2 separate regions of the Capra hircus genome follow, and region 1 is linked to region 2. Evidence: chromatin contacts called from public Hi-C data. All regions are on one chromosome and are shown on one strand. Each heading gives the region's core, a stretch centred on a gene start, on an enhancer-like site or on the middle of the called end of the contact. The rest is flanking DNA. Distances are from core to core; before and after follow the strand shown. Region 1 overlaps MTMR12 (myotubularin-related protein 12). Region 2 has its middle 9.5 kb from the start of MTMR12.

Evidence for each region. A called contact is a pair of places that touch in the nucleus more often than the background predicts.
Region 1: a contact with region 2 is called in a Hi-C map of blood, with 2.8 times the contacts expected there. The contact joins two enhancer-like sites. A contact is called at or near these places in 3 of 5 Hi-C or Micro-C datasets (blood and liver).

Annotation. Positions count from the first base shown.
Region 1 is chr20:41,321,798-41,327,471 of ARS1.2, reverse strand. MTMR12 (myotubularin-related protein 12) reads right to left here. Exons shown (of 16, transcript XM_018065668.1): 14 at 4,682-4,849; 15 at 3,634-3,795; 16 at 1-383. Among named protein-coding and RNA genes, the nearest start is that of GOLPH3, 44 kb to the left of the region's middle. Within about 2 kb of position 2,356, at least 2 of the 5 cell types and tissues checked have an H3K27ac peak or open chromatin away from gene starts, as enhancers often do.
Region 2 is chr20:41,251,140-41,256,772 of ARS1.2, reverse strand. No RefSeq gene overlaps it. Among named protein-coding and RNA genes, the nearest start is that of MTMR12, 9.5 kb to the left of the region's middle. Within about 2 kb of position 2,007, at least 4 of the 5 cell types and tissues checked have an H3K27ac peak or open chromatin away from gene starts, as enhancers often do.

The sequences.
Region 1 (5,674 bases), core at 1,107-3,606, 70 kb before region 2:
TCCTGGCTGTGGTGTCTCGCCTCGACTTTCTCCTGTAGGCGCTGGACTTCCTCCATCATCTCCAAGAGTTTGCTCATGGTGGCCACTCCACCGCCACCCAGGATCTGGGCCTCCGGAATCCAGCGCAAGTAGCGCTGGGCCCAGACTTTGATTTCCGGGCCCTCGAGGCGAGGCAGCAGCAGCCCCTGGTAGCTGGGGGGCCTGCTGTGCCAGCCGTCATAGAACTCTCGGAAGCCGTCCTGCAGCTCCTCCGAGGAGTTGATCAGTTTGCTGATTCTCTTGCCCAGCAGGTTTTTAATTAAGTGATCCGTTTCTTCCCTGAAAAATCCTCTTTTGGGAGATGATTTCGATTGGGTGAGGGGCAGAGAAAGTTGTCTTTGATGCTTTGAGAGAGAACACAAATAAAAAAAGTCTCTGGTTAGCCCAAGAGCACAGTGACGGTTGTTTCCATCCAAAAAAAAACAAACAAAAAGCATAATCCTACTTTAAGAAGAGTCATGAGAACTGCCCTGTGAACGCAAATTCATTACAATGCCGTCACACACAGAGAGAAAGCGGCAGTGGGTGGGTGAGGGATACCTGTTTATTCCACGATGAGCATATCAGATGCACGCTGGGTTGCTAAACAAATGGGCGAGACCAGGCGCAGGGTATTAAGGACTCGTGAAGAACAAGCTTAAGTTAAGACAGGAGGATGAGGACCTCTCTGGTAGTGCAGGGGTTAGGAGCTCGCCTGCCAATGCAGGGGACATGGGTTCGATCCCTGGTCCAGAAGGATTCTACATGCCAAGAGGCAAGTAAGACTGTGCACCAGGCTCTACAGCGCCCAGGCTCTAGAGCTCTGCGACTGGAGAGGCCATCACAATAAGCCAGAGTGGAGCCACAAAGACCCAGCGCAGCCGGTAAATGAGTGAAGAAGAAGAGAGTCAGGGGAGTCTGGAGATGAGGCCTATTTATTTGTGAAGGGAGCAGAATGTTTCTTCTCTGAAAAACTTAGGGGGCTCGCTTCCACAATATTCTGAACACCTGTGAGGAAAGTGCAAATGCCCTAAAGAGCCTGTCGCTCCAACGAAATAACTTACAGGCTTAACTTGTGGGACGTCGGACACCCAGGGGGAGGTCAAGCCTAAGTCAGAAAGGTTCTTTTGGACAAGGAGACAGATGGGAGCAAAAGGAACTTGAGGACTGTCTAAATGGGCCGGGTGTTCTTGTCGACGAGCTGCACAGGGTGGAAGATGTTGAGAGCATCTATACGCTTGTCCTCCTCAGGAATTTGACCTGAAGCCAAAGCTAGGTGCTGTATTTTGGGATACACTGGGAGAGGGTTGTGAGGATGGTCAGACGGTTGCAACAGATCCTTGGTGCCTGAAGATAAAGGTAAAAATCTGCGGAGGAGCTGTTTCTCCCCATCTCTTTTACTCCTGAGGTGTCATGTGAAATAAGAGGAGGCAGAAGTTTTATTTTGGGGCTACGCTCCTAACTCTGTAACGTGTTCCTACTAGTGCTTCGTATTTATTATGGAGTGGAGAACAAACAATAAAAGTATACCATAGAAAGCAAAGCCACTCACAACACCCCGAGTCGGAGATGGCCAGGATTCCCGACTTTCCATCTGGGGGCAGGAGAGGAAAGCAAAGCCACTCACAACACCCCGAGTCAGAGACGGCCAGGATTCCTGACTTTCCATCTGGGGGCAGGAGAGGAAAGCAAAGCCACTCACAACACCCCGAGTCAGAGATGGCCAGGATTCCCAACTTTCCATCTGGGGGCAGGAGAGTTGGGGGCCAGCCTCTTCTGCCCAGTGACCCAGGTGAGTCAGGGATAAGGGAAGCAGGCAGGACCTTCACTGCCTGCCAGGCTCCACGCTCAGTGCTGAACATGCAACCACTCACCCGGTCCTCAGAGTCACCATTACTGCCCCCGTTACACATCAGAAAACTAAGGCACAGTGGTTAAGTCAACCGCAAAGGCCCCAGCTACCAAGTGCCAGGTGTGGTTTCACACAGACTGGCTCCGGAGGGAGCCTGAACTCTTAACAGAGCCCTCCCTGTCTTGGAAGCCCTTCTCTCAAGCCCAGAGTGAATGGAGCATTCTGGACAGGCCAGGTGGGGGCAGCACTGTGTCCCTGTAGCCTGGTCAAGGCCTGGGGCTGAGGCTGGGACCCCACACCTGAGCGGACCCCACAGTCTTGAGGGATAATTCCTGGGGCAGCCCACTGGGCATTCCCAGGGCAGCTGTGGTTGGCCATGGCTCTTTGGTTTCTACAGAACATCTCCAAGGCTGCCTGTCCCCCCAAAAAGAGGCCCCAGGCCTGACACCAGGACTCCTTACCCAACGGCCTCAAAGGTTCTTGTCGGCCCACCGCTGGCCCTGCATGAGCTAATACAACCTCAGATGCCCTGACCTGCGGCTCAAGCCTCTCCCACGGGCCAGCTCCTGCAACCTGGGCCCTTAGGTTCTCCACTCCCACCTATGAGAAGGGACCCTCAGAAAAACATGGCCTGGGCAGAGAAATGGACTTACAGGTAGAGCTTTCATTTCCTCCCTCAGACCTCTGAGTGCCCTCGCCAGACCTCTCTGTGCCCACCAGAGGGGGGGCAGCTGAGCCATCGAGACCCAGCGGCAGGTGTGTGTGCAGCCACCAGGGGGCACAGCACACTGACAAAACTGACCTCTGGCTTGGCTATGCCGGAGCACAGGGTGGTTCTGGCCCAGCAGACAGGACAGAGGTTGAACCAAGAGCACTAACACCCAGCCTGGGCCTGTGGACCCTTGAAGGGGTGAAGCGGCAGCCAGCAGAGGCATCTTCTGTGAGTGCTGGCGTTGACTCATGGGTCCCCAAGCCCCTTTAGAATGGAGAACTGGTCAGGCCCCCAGGAGCCCCGCAGGACTTCTGAACCAGAAAGATGGTGGTGGAGAAGGCAGTGACATGCTGACTTGCGAGTGACCACCACTGAGCACCCTGCTCTCCTGTTTGTGGGGGGCTCCCAAGTCAGGAGGCAGAACAAGAAATGCCATGTACATCATACATCATCTAGGGAATGTCGGAGTTTCAATAACTAGTAAAATCAGGAACAAATATCTAAAGGGAAACCCAAATAATTTGATGTTTGTCATTTAAGCCCAGGTCCGCAAATAACAGCCCACGGGCCCAATCTGGCCCGTGCCAGCCTTTGTAAATACTGGAACACAGCCAGGCCCGTCTGCTCACGTGGTGCCCATGGCTGTCTTCCAGCTCCAACAGAATGGAGCGGGGAGGTGGTTGTGCCAGAGCTCTGTGGGCCCTGAGAGAACATGTCAGTCACAAACACCATTTTTAGCATGAAGAGAGGCCTTGCTAGTGAATACCTAAACTGGTACAGATGACACAAAACCCATCCTGTGATCAGCGTTCCCTCTGCTCTGTCAATCACACTGGGGCAGGGCTGACACCTTCGATTCCCCGTGGCAACCCCAGTGACACTCAGGACAAACGTGCATCTGCCAAAGCAAGGATGCTCAGGGGCCCTGACAACCTGCCCATCACAGTCTCAACTCTGTGAGACTGTGCCCAGAATCCACAGATTAAACGTAATCCTTCCAGACAAGGAGATCTCTGCACAGACGAGGGGGTTAGATATGCACAAATCTTACTTTGAAATGCGTTCCTTTCCGCTGGACTTTCTCCAGTTTTGGCTTCTCCACGTAAAGAGGGTTTGTGAAAAACGTCTGGGCTTTGGGTTCAAACTGCACGGACCAATCCCACACGGTGAGAAGATTCAAAGGCTTGCTTTGTGAGTCCTGGCTCTCCCTGCCCTGCCAAAACAAGCATAGGTCACAGTGTTTCAGGGAGGGCTGAGCAAAGCAGACAGTGCGGAGAGACAGGCTCCAGGATGGTGCACCTGGCCTCTGTGGCGCCGCACGTGAAGGCTGTGGCCGTCGGTGGTCGCTCCCCGATGGCTTTCGGTTGGGAGGAGGCAGGACACGTTACTTCCAGCAGAACTTGTGCCAGCCACTGTACTGCACACGCTCACCACACCCCTCATGAGGTCGCTCCTATTTTTCCAATTTACCTTTGGGGAAATGGAGGCTGGGAAAATGAAGTAAACCACCTGAGGCCATGAGGCTGGTGAGCAGCAAGGCTGCGTGACTGGAGGCCCGGGCTCTGTTTCCCACTCCCTGTGGGATGTGGTCAGATCCACCGGGAGGGCAGCTCCAGCAAACTCCAGGCCCCCAGAGGGCTAGTCGGAGCCCTGATAGTGCCAAGTTGAAGCCCCGGGAGCAGGGCCTCAAGAGAGACTATAAAGATGTTTAAGGCAGAGAGCGAAAGCCAAGCTCCCCTCCTCCGCCTCTACTCTCTTCTGAGTCACTCCTGGCATCCGTCAAGTGGAAGAGAAGGCATCTGAGCTGTTCATAAAGACCACTTTTAACGTGCTCAATCCCCAGCTCTCACACTGGCTCCCAGCCCCGATATTTACCCTGTGACCCACGGTGACAGCCTCACTGTCTCAGTGACTCACTCTCAGAGATAATAATAATTTGGACTTGAGGATTACATATCAATACCCAGAGAGCACTCAGAACAGGGCCCTCTGTGTAATCACTGTTATAAAGAAAATATTATTTTCATCATCGCTCCTCTTACGTCTTACTTGTTAGACACGGCTTCTTCAATACACAGGTTCCTAAGAGCGACTCTTACCACGTTTGTATCTTTTTGATGAGGCGAATTGAAGAAGAAGGTGCTAAAAATAGGTATGTACAGGCTGTCAGACAAAACGGTCAGGTACGTCTCTGTGAACTCGAACGCTGGAGGATGCTGGTGCACCAGCTGCCACACGCAGTCCAAGAAGAGCAGGAACACGGGAGCCTACATGAAGACAAGACGCGTGTGATGGAGGGGTGCCAACGGTCTGAAGCCAGTGGTCCCGGGTACAGTGCAGCCACCTGGACAGCTGTGGAGTGGCCTCTCTGGGCACTGCATGCTCTGGGAAGCACATTCCAGGTGACTGCCATTCCCAACTGCGTCCCATCCCCAGAGACAAACATGCTTGACTGAAAAACCACACACCGGTGGATTAACCTCAGGACTCGGCAGTAGCTCCCTATGGGAAAGACATTCCCAAGATGGAGAATCTCCTTGCCCATTGATACTGGCAGAAGAGCAGTTGCAACTGAGCCTGAGGACAGGAAATGCTAACTCTGAACCTCAAGTGAAACACTATTCTGCACCAAAGAATGCCACTCTCCTCATTAGTAGCACTGTATTACCAAAAAGAAAAAAAAACAAACCACAAACTACTCAGTTTCTTCAAATTTTGTGATTACTCCCTCCTCCGCCCTGACAACAGGGCTTCCCTGTTGGCTCAGACGATAAAGAATCCACCTGCAACGTGGGAGACCTCGGTTTGATCTCTGGGTTGGGAAGATCTCCTGGAGAAGGGAAAGGCTACCCACTCGAGTATTCTGGCCTGGAGAATCCCCATGGACAGAGAGGAGCCTGGCGGACTACAGTCCATGGGGTCACAAAGACTGAGTGACCGCCCAGACAATGAGGGCCCAGGAGAGAAAGCGGATGGGAGAGAAAGCAGAAGCGGCAAAAATGAGTTTCTAACGTTTTTCACAAATGCATTTTTTTTTCATCGATGGCCTCTTTCATTAGCTTCGGAGGCAAGCTCTTTCTTAGTAGAGTTTC
Region 2 (5,633 bases), core at 758-3,257:
AAAAAATATGTCAGGAATTTCATTTTGAAAAATATATCCTGAGGAGACACGTACATGTGACATGCCATCTATCCAAGCTTACTCTCTGCAGCAATTTTTTTTTTTTTTGGTAACAGCAGAAGGTTGGAAAAAAAACCCTAAATGTTCATCAGTAGGCAGGGGTTGAATAAATTATGGTACCACCATACAGTACAGAATGGGATACTACGCATCTATAGGAAAGAATAAGGAAGTTCCTTAGGTAGAAGCTATAAAGCTGAGAGGTTAAAAGCAAATATTCTTGTGTCAGACTGGGTTTATGTCCCACCTCCACCAGTTCCTAGATGTGTGACCTTTAGGTATTGATCTTCTTGGACCTCAATTTTCTTGCCTATATAAAAAAAAAAGAAAAGTGATGAAGATTATAATGGCATCTGTAGATAATGTATCACAGGAATGTTAATACCAAATTATTTAGAGAGTTGGTATACAAGGTATGAGAGCCAAGATGCATTCAGTGATCAAAGCAAGGTGCCCAAACACATGCAGAGTAGGCTACCATTTGTGTAAAAGAAGAATGGAAATAAAGACTACATATACCCGGTTCCCTGTGTTTGCATAGAATATCTTTGGATAAATACAAAGGGAACTATGGCATTAGCTGCTTTTCCAATGGAAAACTGGGCATTTGGAGGAAAGACTGGAAAAGTGTTTACTAATATCCTTTTTGGTTTGTTTTTTTCCAAACTTTAAACTTTTTGTGCTGGAATATACCCAATTAACAATGGTGTGATAGTTTCAGGTGAATGGCAAACAGACTCAACCATACATACACATGTATCCTTTTCCTCTAAAATCCACTCCTATCCAGGCTGGCACGTAACATTGTTGGAACAGAGTTCCATTGTACACTTAAAAAAAAAATATTTATTTGTTAATTTATTTGGCTATGCCAGGTCTTTGTTGCTCTGTATGGGATCTTTTTAGTTGCTGCATGCCTGCATTGGGAGCCTGTAGTCTTAACCACTGGGCCACCAGGGAAGTCCCTATATGTTTTTTTATCTTTGGATTTTGAACTATTACCTAGTGCAACAATAAATGAATTATGTATACACACACACACATATATACATATATACACACACATACACACATAGAACCATCTCATGCATTTAAAAAAAATTTTAAGTGAAACAAAACATAAAATTAGCCATTTTAAAGTGAACAGTTTAAGCACACTGAATTTTGATTTTAAAGCAAGAGATTTTAACAAGACCTTACCATTTTCTGTCTCTGTTGCCTTGGCATTGGTCCCCAAATCCATCAAGGTCTACTTCCAATGCCGCCACCTCTTTGACATCTTCCCTGGAGACTGTTGGCACCTGTCTAGATGTCTTCCGGATTTCTAAGCGTGGGGAACCTGTATGCTGCCTTGACCCAGGAACTTGGCTATGTCAGAATCAGTGCAATTGTCACCTTCCCTAGAGTTGAGCCAGGAGTTTCTCTCGTCCAGAGGCAGCCCCATGCTTCTCCATTTTCCCAGGAGTACTATCCTCGGGGCTTTGAGGAGGTTATCCGATGGACGGAACAGTATTCAGAACCTGACTCAGCCTCCGCAGCCTCTGGGACGATGAAACTGCGCCCTCTACAGGACTGTTTTAAAATCGCTGATGAGGAGGGTGTTCTCAGCGCTGGCCGGGGAGTTCCCTCAGCTGGGGAGCTGGGACACCTGATGAAGGGAAATGACAGAGAAGGCGGCAGAGCCCTGACCTCCCTGTCCTTCTCCACCCGCCTCCTCTGGGCTCACCGGCTCCAGGGCAACATAAAACAGGCAGTAGAAACCGGGCTGGAGTCAGCTGCTGTCCCACCCCTAGAGGCTGTAGAACAACTAACAGAGCCGGGGGAAAATTTTTTTTTTTCTTCATTTTGAACAGCCAGGGGTTGTGGGCAGGTGAGCTGCATGGTCGTCACGAAACCAGGAGAAGCAAAACAGCTTGCCCAAGATCCCACTGCTAGTCGTGCTGCCCTGGGACTTACACAATCTGATTTCTGAACACGAGTGTTAAGCCACAGCCATCTGACACAGGCAACTTGGTCTGGTTATTTCTGAGCTTTATCTTTGTCACCTCAAGTCTTCTAAGCCACTCACAGTCCACCTCCGAGCTCCTTTCCATGTTTCTCCCCTGCCCTCTGTCCTGAGTTGAACCTCCGGGTCCCCAAAGCCCCAGCCAGCCCTGGGCTGGGGTGGGGCAGGCTGCCCATCTCCCCAGCTGGTTCCATTGCTCGGCCTGTTTGTCCCTGGACACGGAAGGTGCCTGGTTCAGAGGATGCCAGCCTCACCTTGCCCCTGAGCAGACGGCTGACAGGGCGATTCCTCAGAGATGCAGCCAAGTCCTCATCCCTGGGATGCTTTGTGCCCTATCCTTGAATGAGGGGCTTGAAAGTGTTACTCGTTCAGTCATGACCGACTATTTGGGACCCCATGGGCTGTAGGTCGCCAAGCTCCTCTGTCCATGGGATTCTCCAGGCAAGAATATGGGAGTGGGTTGCCCTTTCCTTCTCCAGGGGATCTTCCTGACCCAGAGAGCGAACCTGGGTCTCCTGCACTGCAGACAGATTCTTTGTCCTCTGAGCCACCATGCGGGGATGTGGCCATTTCCTCTGCTGGGCAGCCTCCCAGGAGCACCCTGAGTCTCTCTCTCCTAATTACTTTCCAGGTCTCATTCAGGGGCCGTGGAAAACTTTGGGTCATTTCCAAACCCCTTGGGAGATAAGAAGAGTCAAGGGGCTTTTGCAAGCTCTCCAACACCTGGAAAGACTGTGCTACCATTTCAACTACTCTCTGCGCGGGCCCAGGGGGAGGGAGAGCATCAACAATGCATCACACACTGGAAGTCGCATACAGGGGGGCCAGACTTGGGCCCACTCTTCTCTTAGGTCCCCTGAGCCATAGGGTCACAGGGTGGGGAGGGGGTGAAGGTGGGGGGTAAGTGCAGGGACACTTCGTGCTGCTCACTCTGCTCTTTCTCTCTGAGGCTGGTCTCTCCCCAGCTCAGAACTCTGGAGAGAGAGAGAGAGACTGTGTGTGTTTGTGTGTGTGTGTGTGTGTGTGTGTGTGTGTGTGTGTGTGTGTGTGTGTGTCTGGAGTGGGAGGGAGAACCTGTTATTTTGCTTGGCTTTTCATTTCACATCTCTCTTGACCCTTTGACTCCTGGGATAATAGAAGTCAAAGTCTGGCCTCTGATTCAGGGATGATCTCCAGGAGACAGCAATGAGAAAAGCTTGTTGGTGTCTCACATTGTGATGACTGACAACGCTTCACACGTCATCCAAGCGTATGAAGGCTGTGTCTCACAAACTTAAAAGGATGTGTTGTTCCTTCTTGAATTTTAACTGAGGTCAAAGTGTTGAGTTAAGATCTTAAAATTTCTGATACTCCAAAACAAAACAAAACAAAACAAAACAAAATTTCTGATACTCCAGAGCTGGCTGGAGAAAAGTGAGGGACCTGGCCTCCAGGCTATTTCTCCCAAGAGTGGCACCTGAGAGAATCTTCTCTTCCTTCCAAGTTATGCTCGGGGCTGAATCTGGTTTGAAAGTCTGGAAGAACTTCTGGGCCACAGAGGAGGACCACTCGCATTTGGAGCCTACTGATCTCAGAGGGAAAGAGGAAGCTGTTGTTGTCACAGGGCCAAGAGAACCCTCTCTAATAAAAGCAGGCAAGCATGCCTCCCCAGTGGGTTATTTGAGCTCAAAGTGCAGCCAGGTTTGTTCTGAGCTTGGCTTAACCCATCCCCACTCACTGAGAACCTGAAAGGCTTATTGTTCAGGTGTTGCTATAAAAGGACACAGAGGGTGTGAAAGACCCACTGTTTTCTGTTGGAAGTAGTCATCTGCCCCAAGGTTTAAATGTAATCAAAATTGTTTTTTTTTAAATCTTTTTTGTCTAAAGGCAAAAAAGAAAGAATGTAAGGAATGGAAATGGCTGAGCTGCAAACAAATATCGCACTATTTTTGAGAGTAACTTTTTCTGCTTGAGCACTGTTAATGACCGGCCATTCCCCTGTCTCCCCATTTCCCTCCAGAACACTGGAGTCTATTCACCATTCATTCATCTGGTCTCTGGAACAGAACCTGAGGGCAGCCAAGTAAAGCACCAAGCCAGGCAATCTCAGACTTTGCAAATATCTGACGCAGGTCTAAGAAGCCTGAAAAACAGTGTTAGGGCTCAGCTGAATTGGGGACCCAGAAAGACAGGGGAAAAAATGCAATCCATCCTCTCATCTCACATGAGACAACTCAGACTAAAGAAAAAATACAAAGAGAAGGTTAATTTGGAACCATGTGTGTGGTCAGAAAAATAATCAATTCATTTTCATTTTTTTAATGAGATTTTTTGGTCACACTGGGTCTTAGCTGTGTCCCATGGGATCTAGTTCCCTGACCAGGGATCAAACCCAGGCTGCCCGCATTAGGAGCATGGATTTTTAGCCACTGGACCACCAGGGAGGTCCCTCAATCTGTTTTTAGAAAGAAGTCTCTCTGCTCTGCTTTTTTCTTGTGTCCTCATATTGCCAGGATGCCACTTTCCTCAACCTAAAAGAGAGACTCTGCCCTTCTGGGTCATAGAAGGAGCCCCTCATACACTGGTGAGGCTGATCTCAGAGGGAGCGGAACACAAACCGCATGCAGAGTGGGGAGAAAGCACTGCGATGAGCAGGGGACAGGCAGGCAGGTCCTAGTGCAGGGAGTGGTGGGAGGGGAGGCTTGAAGATCAGCCTGAAAGTACAGCTCACAGGGCCCTGAATGTCATGCTAAGGATTTGGGGATTTATCCTTAGGCATATGGAGCTATAGTGGGGTTTTTACACCATAATGATTATTTAAGTATTATTAGGTAATCATTTCCTATTACATAGTAAAAGTTATCAGAGAAACACAGAGATTAGCAAATCTCCTAATCAGAAACACAAGTCATAACCTGCTGCATAGGGGTCACCACCGCGAACACTTAAGGGAAGAATGGGCTATATATACATCCTTCTCTAGTAAAACAAAAAGGGAGCATTCTTCACACATGGCTTTATAATCTGATTTTTTTATTCAACATTCGAAAGTAACTTTCTTTATGTGTTAGGGCTCCTACATAGTTATTTTCAGTTTTTTTCCTGACCTAACATTCTTGAGGAAGCTAACGCCACCTCAGGGGTTGAATGAGTGGGTTTTTTTGTTGGTTTAGGGGGGAGATTGTATTTCTGGCCATACTGTGAGGCCTGTGGGATCCTAGTCCCCAGATGAGGGATCGGACTTGGTCCCTTGGCAGTGAGAGTGTGGAGTCCTAACCACTGGACCACCAGGGAATTCCAAAAGTGATTTTTAAGGAGGGGGTCACTCCCTTTTAGAAGCACTGGTCTATAATAACACGTGGGTGATAGAACTGTATTTCATTAAAGTTCTTATTGGATATATTAATTGATTCTAATCTTACTCACTTGCCAATAATTCCTCTGTAGATATATTTGAATTTATAGTTTGCTATACTTATCTCGTTAAATTCTTTTTTTTAATGAAAGAAATGGAAAATTTTATTTGAGCCAAATTTGAGGATTATAACAAGGGAACAGCATCTCAGAAAGCTTCAAGAAATGTTCACTA